3 separate regions of the Mus musculus genome follow, and all the other regions are linked to region 2. Evidence: chromatin contacts called from public Hi-C and HiChIP or PLAC-seq data. All regions are on one chromosome and are shown on one strand. Each heading gives the region's core, a stretch centred on a gene start, on an enhancer-like site or on the middle of the called end of the contact. The rest is flanking DNA. Distances are from core to core; before and after follow the strand shown. Region 1 has its middle 22 kb from the start of Man1c1. Region 2 holds the start of Selenon (selenoprotein N). Region 3 overlaps Man1c1 (mannosidase, alpha, class 1C, member 1).

The links. Hi-C and Micro-C count contacts between places; a contact is called where the count stands out from the background. HiChIP or PLAC-seq counts read pairs in DNA pulled down with a chosen protein or histone mark.
Region 1: a contact with region 2 is called in an H3K4me3 HiChIP or PLAC-seq map of embryonic stem cells, with 61 read pairs. The contact joins the enhancer-like site here to the promoter of Selenon in region 2. A contact is called at or near these places in 5 of 39 promoter capture datasets (the C10 cell line, cranial neural crest, embryonic stem cells and 2 more), 12 of 15 datasets of contacts at CTCF or cohesin (CD8 T cells, the G1E-ER4 cell line, the NIH/3T3 cell line and 6 more), 248 of 484 Hi-C or Micro-C datasets (3T3-L1-derived adipocytes, the 4T1 cell line, the 63-12 cell line and 133 more), 56 of 115 datasets of contacts at active chromatin or transcription factors (the 230-238 cell line, CD4 T cells, CD4 single positive thymocytes and 40 more) and 7 of 9 other capture datasets (adipose tissue, bone marrow-derived macrophages, embryonic stem cells and 4 more).
Region 3: a Hi-C map of bone marrow-derived macrophages shows a contact between it and region 2, with 49 read pairs. The contact joins the enhancer-like site here to the promoter of Selenon in region 2. A contact is called at or near these places in 2 of 15 datasets of contacts at CTCF or cohesin (the NIH/3T3 cell line and embryonic stem cells), 9 of 484 Hi-C or Micro-C datasets (the AML12 cell line, the STO cell line, bone marrow-derived macrophages and 3 more), 20 of 115 datasets of contacts at active chromatin or transcription factors (the HPC-7 cell line, PVALB interneurons, bone marrow-derived macrophages and 14 more) and 5 of 9 other capture datasets (adipose tissue, embryonic stem cells, liver and 2 more).

Annotation. Positions count from the first base shown.
Region 1 is chr4:134,724,574-134,727,273 of GRCm38.p6, reverse strand. No RefSeq gene overlaps it. Among named protein-coding and RNA genes, the nearest start is that of Man1c1, 22 kb to the right of the region's middle. Within about 2 kb of position 1,368, at least 31 of the 459 cell types and tissues checked have an H3K27ac peak or open chromatin away from gene starts, as enhancers often do. A contact at or near this core is called in the 4T1 cell line, the HL-1 cell line, differentiating embryonic stem cells and 4 more, where this site is marked.
Region 2 is chr4:134,550,743-134,553,442 of GRCm38.p6, reverse strand. It overlaps Selenon (selenoprotein N), which reads left to right and starts at 1,277. Exons shown (of 12, transcript NM_029100.2): 1 at 1,277-1,506; 2 at 1,909-2,026. The coding sequence starts at 1,324.
Region 3 is chr4:134,681,729-134,684,428 of GRCm38.p6, reverse strand. All of the region lies in intron 1 of Man1c1 (mannosidase, alpha, class 1C, member 1), which reads left to right. Among named protein-coding and RNA genes, the nearest start is that of Man1c1, 21 kb to the left of the region's middle. Within about 2 kb of position 1,253, at least 75 of the 459 cell types and tissues checked have an H3K27ac peak or open chromatin away from gene starts, as enhancers often do. A contact at or near this core is called in the HPC-7 cell line, PVALB interneurons, adipose tissue and 3 more, where this site is marked.

The DNA of each region.
Region 1 (2,700 bases), core at 119-2,618, 170 kb before region 2:
CTATCGGGTCTTTCTTAATCAGCTTCAAGTCCAAGCCATCACACTGGACTTGATCTACCAATATCTCTTTCTACATTTATTATTATTATTATTATTATTATTATTATTTTGGTGTGTGTGTGTGTATGTGTGTGTACACGTACATGTGCCTGCCAAACTATGTACTATGGCAGACTTTCTCTTGTTTCTGTGCTGTGTGCTATAGGCTGGCTGCCCTGTGAGTTTCTATTTAATTTTTCCGTTTCTGCCTTTCCTGTAGATGCAGGAGCTCTGAGATCACAGTTGAGCACACAACTTCCAGCTTTTTACATGGGTTCTGGATATTAAACTCTCGTCATCAGGCCTGCACAGAAAGTGCTTTTTTTTTTTTAAAGATGTATTTATTTTATGTATATGAGTACACTGTAGTTGTGAACCTTCATGGGGTTGTTGGGAATTGAATTTAGGACCTCTGTTCGCTCTGGTGGGCCCCGCTTGTTTATTATTATAAATAAGACACTGTAGCTGTCTTCAGACTCACCAGAAGAGGGCATCAGATCTCATACAGATGATTGTGAACCACCATGTGGTTGCTGGGATTTGAACTCAGGACCTCTGGAAGAGCTGTCAGTGCTCTTACCTGCTGAGCCATCTTGTCAGCTCCAGAAAGTGCTTTTACTCACCGGGCCACCCCCCAGCTTGTATTTCTGTCTGTCTGCCTTCCTGCCTGCCAGTTTTTCTTTTTTGTCTGTTCTTTTTTCTGTTTGTCCTCTTTCCTTCCTATCTGTCTTTCTTTGTTTTTTCTTTGTTCTTTCGCCTGCCTTCCTTCCTTCCTTCCTTCCTTCCTTCCTTCCTTCCTTCCTTCCTCCCTTCCTCCCTTTCTCTCTCATTTTTTCTTTTCTTCCTCCTCCTTCCTTCTTCGTGGTACTGGGGATTGTGCCCAGGGCTTTGCCTGTGCTAAACAAGTGTTCTCCCCCTGAGCCATGTCCCCAGCCCTATTTCTGCAGGTTAGGCCGATGCATCCTGCTGTCCTCACAGACATGAGCCCATGAGACTGCCACGCCCCACTTGGCCTTTGGTCTTTGGGTACACACCCTTCTCTTCTTGTCTACCTCTGCATCCTCACAATGAACCATCGTTTCCTCCAGGAATGTTTCCCAAGCTCCTCATGGTGGATGTATGACTCAGCGTGCCTGTTCCTGTTCAAGAAGGGACTTGGTACTCTAGGTCTAGAGTCATTGGCAGGTGACAGGGCTTCCTGTGTCTAATGAGTGGTCAGTGAATGTTGGGGTAAAAATGAAAGACTCACCCACCTCCTAACCCAGGACAAGTCTGGGGCCACCGTAGCTCTTTAGCGTCCTCTGGCGCCTGCCAGCAGTGGTCCAGACCGGTACTGCAGCTCACCTTTGCCTGGACCTGGTTTCCCCCTTTTGCTGCCTCAGAGATTGAGTGTAGGGGCCTGCTCATGGACCTCATTTCGAGTTGATCCCTGTGTATCTGGAGCTCATTGCGAACACGGATGCAGATGCGTCCATGGTCACCGTCCTGGACACAGAAGCAGAGCATGGGATGTCCACGGTCACTCTTTGTACCATAGGCCCTTGGCACGACCACAGCTGCAACAGTGTTGGGAGCCAGCTACACTTCAGGCCCTGGGTCAAGGCTCTGCCCTGCACTGTCAGCCGAAAAAGGAAAGGAAACAGGTCTCTAACTCGTAGACGCAGATAGTGGGGCTTCTCAGCTTTCCTGACTGCGTAGACTGAGTTCCACGGGTCAGCACCCTCTGTAACTGTCTGTTGTTCAGAGAACGCTGGATCACTGTGGAGGCCCAGACCCGTGTGCTGTGGACCCCAAGTCACGCTTTTCCAGACCCACCTTGCACCAAAGCTACTCACACGGTGAGGGAAGGACCAGGACCTGCCGTGTTCCCTGCGCATCCATTGCTGTGGACAATTGCATGGCCAGGTCAAGAGGCCAGAAGGGAAGAGCAATTTCCAAAGCTGGAGCTCTGTGCAGGGCAGGATGAGCAGGGAGAAACGCCCCTAGGGAGGAGCCCCCAAAGGGTCTATGACTAGATCCAAAGAACAAACAACAGCCGAGGTGAATGTTAATGTTAACAGGAAGCAATGGGGGCAGGCTGGGAGTGGAGTCTCCAGACAGAGAAAGGCCACCTCTGTTGGCTCAGTGCCTGAGCCCCAGAGACTGTTGCTGCCAGAGGGGCTCTTCAGCTCTGCCTCCAGGACTCTTCATAGCCTTTGAACCTATCAAACCTGTTGGCATCTCAGGCTCACCATGCCTGTGGCTGTCTCTCCTCTTCTCCCTCGCCGCTCCTCAGAGAGCTTTTTTCTGATCTGACCTAAGATGTCCCCACCACCACTTAAAAAAAAAATTCCCTCAACCTGCCCTTGAACTCTTGATCCTCATTTCTTAGTCCAGAGAGGTGGGATTACTGAAGATCTCCAGACCCCACCACCACCACCCCCAGTTTGTTTATTCATTCATTCATTTGATTTACATCCAGATCATGCCCCCCCTCTAGTCCCACCCCCATGAATCTCCCCTCCAACCCCCCCAACAGTGTCAACACTTTGAAATTACTTGCCAATAGCAGGCTGGTGCGTACCTTTCATCCCAGCACTCCAGAGGCAGAGACAGGCAGGCAGATTTCGGAGTTCTAGGGCAGCCTGGTCTACAGAGAAACTATATATATCATGGATGGCT
Region 2 (2,700 bases), core at 28-2,527:
ATGTGAGTCTATGTGTGTGCATATTATGTGTGTATGTATGTGAGTCTATGTGTGTGCATATGTATGTGTGTATGTACGTGAGTCTATGTGGGTATGTGTATATGTGTGTATATGTGTATGTGTATATGTGTATATGTATATATGTGTGTATATGTGTGTGAGAGTATGTGTGTTGTGTATGTGTGTATATGTGTATGTGTGTATATATGTGTGGGTGAGTCTGTGTATATATTCATGTATGTATGTATGTATATGTGTGTATGTATGTGTGTACGTGTGTATATGTATGTGTATGAGTCTATGTGTGTATATGTGTGTATGTATATGTGAGTCTATGTGTGTATATGTATGTTTGTATGTATGAATGTATGTATGTATGTGTATATGTGTGTGTTTGAGTCTGTGTCCATATTCATGTATGTATGTATGTATGTGTATATGTGTGTGTTTGAGTCTATGTGCATATTCATGTATGTATGTATATATGTGTACGTGTGTGAGTCTATGTGTGTGTATGTATGTGTGTACTATGTGTGTGTGTATGCGTATTATGCCAATGTCAGGTCTCTTCCTCTATCACTCTCCAACTTATTTTTTGAGACAGGGTCTCTCACCTGTTTGGCTAGACTAACTGGCCAACAAGTCCCAAGGGTTTTTCTGCTCAACCTTCCTATTAAATAATGTGTGGGCACATCTGGCTTTTTAGCACGGGTGCTAGGGATCAGCTTCTGCAACAACCCGCTGTGTCCTCTCCCCAGTTCCCAGGAGTTCTTTTGAGTCCTAACCATATTTTAGATCATAATTTCAACAGCACTCTTTCACTATGGCACACACATTTTGCAGAACTAACTGAACTTTGGATGGAAGGGAGGGAGAAAGGGAAAGAGCCTGTGTGTGCAGGGATGAGGGTGATCATAGCCTGTGTGTGCAGGGATGAGGGTGATCATAGCCTGTGTGTGTGCGCAGGGATGAGGGTGATTATACTTGGAGGCTCAGAAGACAGGAGGAGCATCACAAGTTCAGGGTCAGCTTGGACAACACAGCGAGTTTCAGGCTTGCCTGAGCTACAGAGTGAAAGGATGTCTAAAAGAATTTATTTATTTATTTATTATTTTATTTATTTTGGAAGCGGCGAGGTAGAGGGCCTATGGACCGGCTGAGCAGGCGCTGTGCCCTCGGGACCTCCCTCTTTCCCCGGCAGTGATGGGCCGGCAGTCCACCCTGCTGACGCCCTCCCTCCCAGCTCCGCCCCGCCCCGCGCCGCCCGCCCCGCGCCGTGCGATCCCCTTCCCTGCAGCCGCCGGGATCCCCGGAGCCGCCGCCATGGGCCAGGCCAGGCCCGCAGCGCGCCGCCCGCACAGCCCGGACCCCGGCGCTCAGCCCGCGCCTCCACGCCGCCGCGCCCGCGCCCTGGCGCTGCTCGGAGCCCTGCTGGCGGCCGCCGCCGCTGTCGCCGCTGCCCGGGCCTGCGCGCTCCTCGCCGACGCCCAGGCGGCCGCGCGGCAGGTCGGAGGGGACAGGAGGGGGACAGTGGCTGCAGAAAGAGGCGCAGAGCAAAGCTCTACCCCGCACCAGGGAAGGGGGGAAGTGGGGAGGCCGGAGGGGACAATGGCCAGGACAGGGTAAAAAGTAGGACCGGGCCTTTGGGAGAGGAGGGAGGGAACTCGGAGTAGACAATGGATGAAGACGTGGAGTGAAGCTGGGACCAGACGCGACTGAAAAGGGGACAAGGAACTCTGGGACTGTTGGGAAGTGACATTTGAGCAAATGGGCTGGCAAGTGTGGAGGGGACTCTGGAAAAGAATGGCAGGAGCCACTGTAGCAGGAAGCAGCTCCCTGCTTCAGGGACTGGGATGGAGAGTTTGGGGCCCATGGTGATGCTTAGCTCAGCTCCTTCCTTCCCAGCAGGAATCGGCATTAAAGGTCCTGGGGACAGATGGCCTCTTTCTCTTTTCCTCGCTGGACACTGACCAGGATATGTACATCAGTCCGGAGGAATTCAAACCCATTGCGGAGAAACTGACAGGTACCAGAGAGGCTGGGCACTCAGGGAAACCTAAAAGGAATTGGGCCCGGGCCCCGAGCCCACACCCCCTCACCACTTTCGGGCTGGTGGGTACCTGAGTTGCCGTAGCACCCAATCCCATTTCAATGGTGACAGTAGCATTCCTCCGGCCACCTGCCAGGCCACATCCTCAAATTGAAGCCTTGAAAGAGGATGCAGCCTTTACACCTGTCCCACGCCTGGGGCCGTGGCTGCTGTCAGGCTAAGCTGTATTTGAAGCGATGAAGATGCAGGCAGATTGACCCTCTTGCCAGGCTAGAAGACGACAGAGCCAGGTTAGACCTGACCTGACTCACAGGGTTAAGGATTTCAGAGACTGTGTGTGCAATGGCCAATATGCAGACAGTCACAAACAGGAAGGAGTCACAGCTGCTGGCACTGCTCTAAAGCCTAGGTTGTATAATTCCTAGTCGCCAGCCAGTGCTGCCCAGGTGCGGATTTCCTTACGATAAATGGGAGGAGGATAATCGGAGTCTCGAATGAATGAATTATAAAGTGCTTGTCCCTCCCGTCCAGGCTGTGTGTCAGTGCACTTGTGAGCTCTGTGCTCATGTACGGTGTGCCTATGACAGAGGACAGCCTCGAGGGTCAGTGCCCAGGTGCCTTCCACTGTTTGTTTGAGGCAGAGTCTCTCC
Region 3 (2,700 bases), core at 4-2,503, 130 kb before region 2:
CTGAAAGTTGGCTATATGTCAGACTCCCCCCCGGGGGTTGGAAGAGGAGAGCCTGGGGTAAAGACTCCATTAAAACCAAGTTTTCCTGAGCTGAGAACACACATGGTTCCCTTGATCTCACGGATTCATTAAAACTTTAAGAAAAATATTGGAAAAACAGACAGTCCACGGAGTCTCATTTGCACAGTGGGCACAAAGGAAGGGCAAAGGGGAGCCCCTGGCTTTACAGAGCTTTATAGAATAATATTGTCACAGGCTCAGGTCACTTCCTCCTACAAACATGCCCAGAGGCAGGGAAGCATTGCTTAGCTGTGTAAATATTTGCCTGTTCAGCCTGAAACATTGTGGGGGGAGCAGATGAACTGCAGAGATGAAAATATTTGCTTGTCTAGGAGTAGATCTCGCAGCGGGCCGTTCTTGCCCTCCCATGGTGGTCTCTGATGCTTTTCTGTCGGCGGAGCAGTCTTTGGACATTGCTTCTTCGCCTTCTGGAGAGCCCGTGGTCAGCAGGGTGGGTTGCTATCTATAAAATCCAGTCATTGGCAGAATGCAGGAGGAAGGGTTGCTTACAGTGGGACCTCCCCGAGTCTTGCTGTTACCTCATTTTTGCCATGCTGGGTATGATCTGCCTTGAGCCTTGCTGACTGGGGTTATCAGACCCAGGGCATGGAGGCTGCTGTGGTTGAAGCTGCCAGGGAGGGATGGAGAAGATGCCACTGAGTAGGAGAGATGGGCCAGCTACTGAAGGGTCTCGCTGCCAAGACCGACAACCTGAGTTGGACCCCCCAGGACTTTAATGGTGTGAGGCGAGACCTCCAACTCCCATGAGTTGCCTTCCACACACTTGTCATGATACGGGGGACCCCATCTACTTGTTGTAAAACAAATTTGGAAAGAAATAGTTTCAAACAAAGACTATATTGTTGCTTCCCGGAAGCGTTCTTTGCAGGGGCATCTGGATGTGTCTTGCAGATCTCCATGTCTGTGAAAGAAATCTGTGAATTCTCAACCTTCAGCCGACTCACAGCCTCTCTTCGGTTCTGTCCCAACTGTTTATTTCTAACAAATTCCTTGACTGATGCAGCCTATAGAAATGCATCTCCTTTGCCCGTCTCTGATTTCCTTCCGGCTTGGATGGGTGGACGTTCAGCCAAGGGGCACCAGTGGAGAGTCAGGCTTCAGAGAGGGGGAGATCTCTCTGTTGTTAAATCTCGAGTTAAGCCCTGCTTACTCTGGCTGCTGGCTGCAGGAAGCGGTGCTGGGCAGGCGGGCGTCTTGGCAGATGGCCGCCTTGCCTGTGGTTTCCTGGAGGCCTGTGTGGGAGACGATGTTTGTGTATTGGTTTTCATTTATGTGTCGCTCCTATTTTCATCTTCCCGAGGTACCCAGATGCTATGGTGATAGATTGATTGGAAACGACTCATTTGTCAGGGTTCCGTGGGGGACTCAGGTTCCTTGCTCACGTGCAGTGGAGTCTAAAATGTTTAATTAGATGCTGAGGCTTTCTGCATGGGTCCATCTCCGCCAGTCCTCCTAGGATTTAAGTGAGAGAGGAACTGGGGGCCTTTGGGGCTCTGCCTACTCTTCCTTCACCCCTTCATTTTGTCTCAGGGCTGCCATCCTTTCAAAGGCTGCTGTTTGTCTTGTTTCTCCCCCTATCACGGTTACCCTAAAAACTGCCCTCCTGTGGCTGCTGGAATTTGCAGATCTGCTCCGTGTTGCCAAACAGGTCAGACCCAGACCTTTTCAGGATTGACACGCTTGAACTGAGAGATGTTGAGAGGAATGTTAACTGCCTTCTGTTCCTTTCTGGTTCAGCCTTTCCTAGGAACTGACCTCATTCAGCCCCAGGTGTGAAGACAAGGAGGTGCGGTTTCACCCCCACTGTGTAGAGCATGCAGGTTGTATGCAGCCACAAGCACACCGTGGTTGCACTACGAAGGTGTCCTATATATGCGTGCAGAGGGCCGAGGAAAGAGTATTGGGAGTGGTGGGTTTGTGGAGTTGAAGCTGAGGGTGCTGGATTGTGGGAGCGATCGATCGGTAGGTGTGACTGAGATGGGTGGTGGTATTTGGTAGGGCCAAGGTTTCTGCCTGTGGTGGGCAGATTCGGGTAATTCTAGACACATTAAACATGAGAAGCTTGTGGGATGGAGGTAGCTGTTTCTGCTAGGGGCTGGAGACTGAGCTTCAGGTTGGGTGTGGTGAGGTTGCAGATGTCATTGTATAGTGTGCCAGGGGTCAAAGGCTTTCGTGCCCAGCCACTGGAGGAGCACCTGAAATGAAGGGGAGGGGACAAAGCTTTTGGGAGCACCAGTATTTAGAAGAACCAGTGGCTGGGGAGATGGCTCAGAAGGTAAGCTTCCTTGCCGCTTTTCAGTGGATTGAGTTCCGTTCCCAGCATCCATTTTGTGGGGCTCACGGCACATGTAATGCCAGCTCAAGAGGCTCAGCGCCCTCTTCTGGCCTCCACTGGTGTTTGCACAAACACAGTGTGCACACAGACATGCTCATACACATAAATACAAATTAAAAAAAAATCTTAAAAGAGAGTGTGGAACCTTCGTTTCCCCTCGGCTTAGCCACCCCCAGCTGTGTGAAGAGACTGCCATTGGTCCTCCTACTGCAACCTCTCTCCAGGCTTGCTGATGACAGTCCTCGGTAGTCACGGAGCCTTTCTTCCAGGCTCTTTCCAAGGAT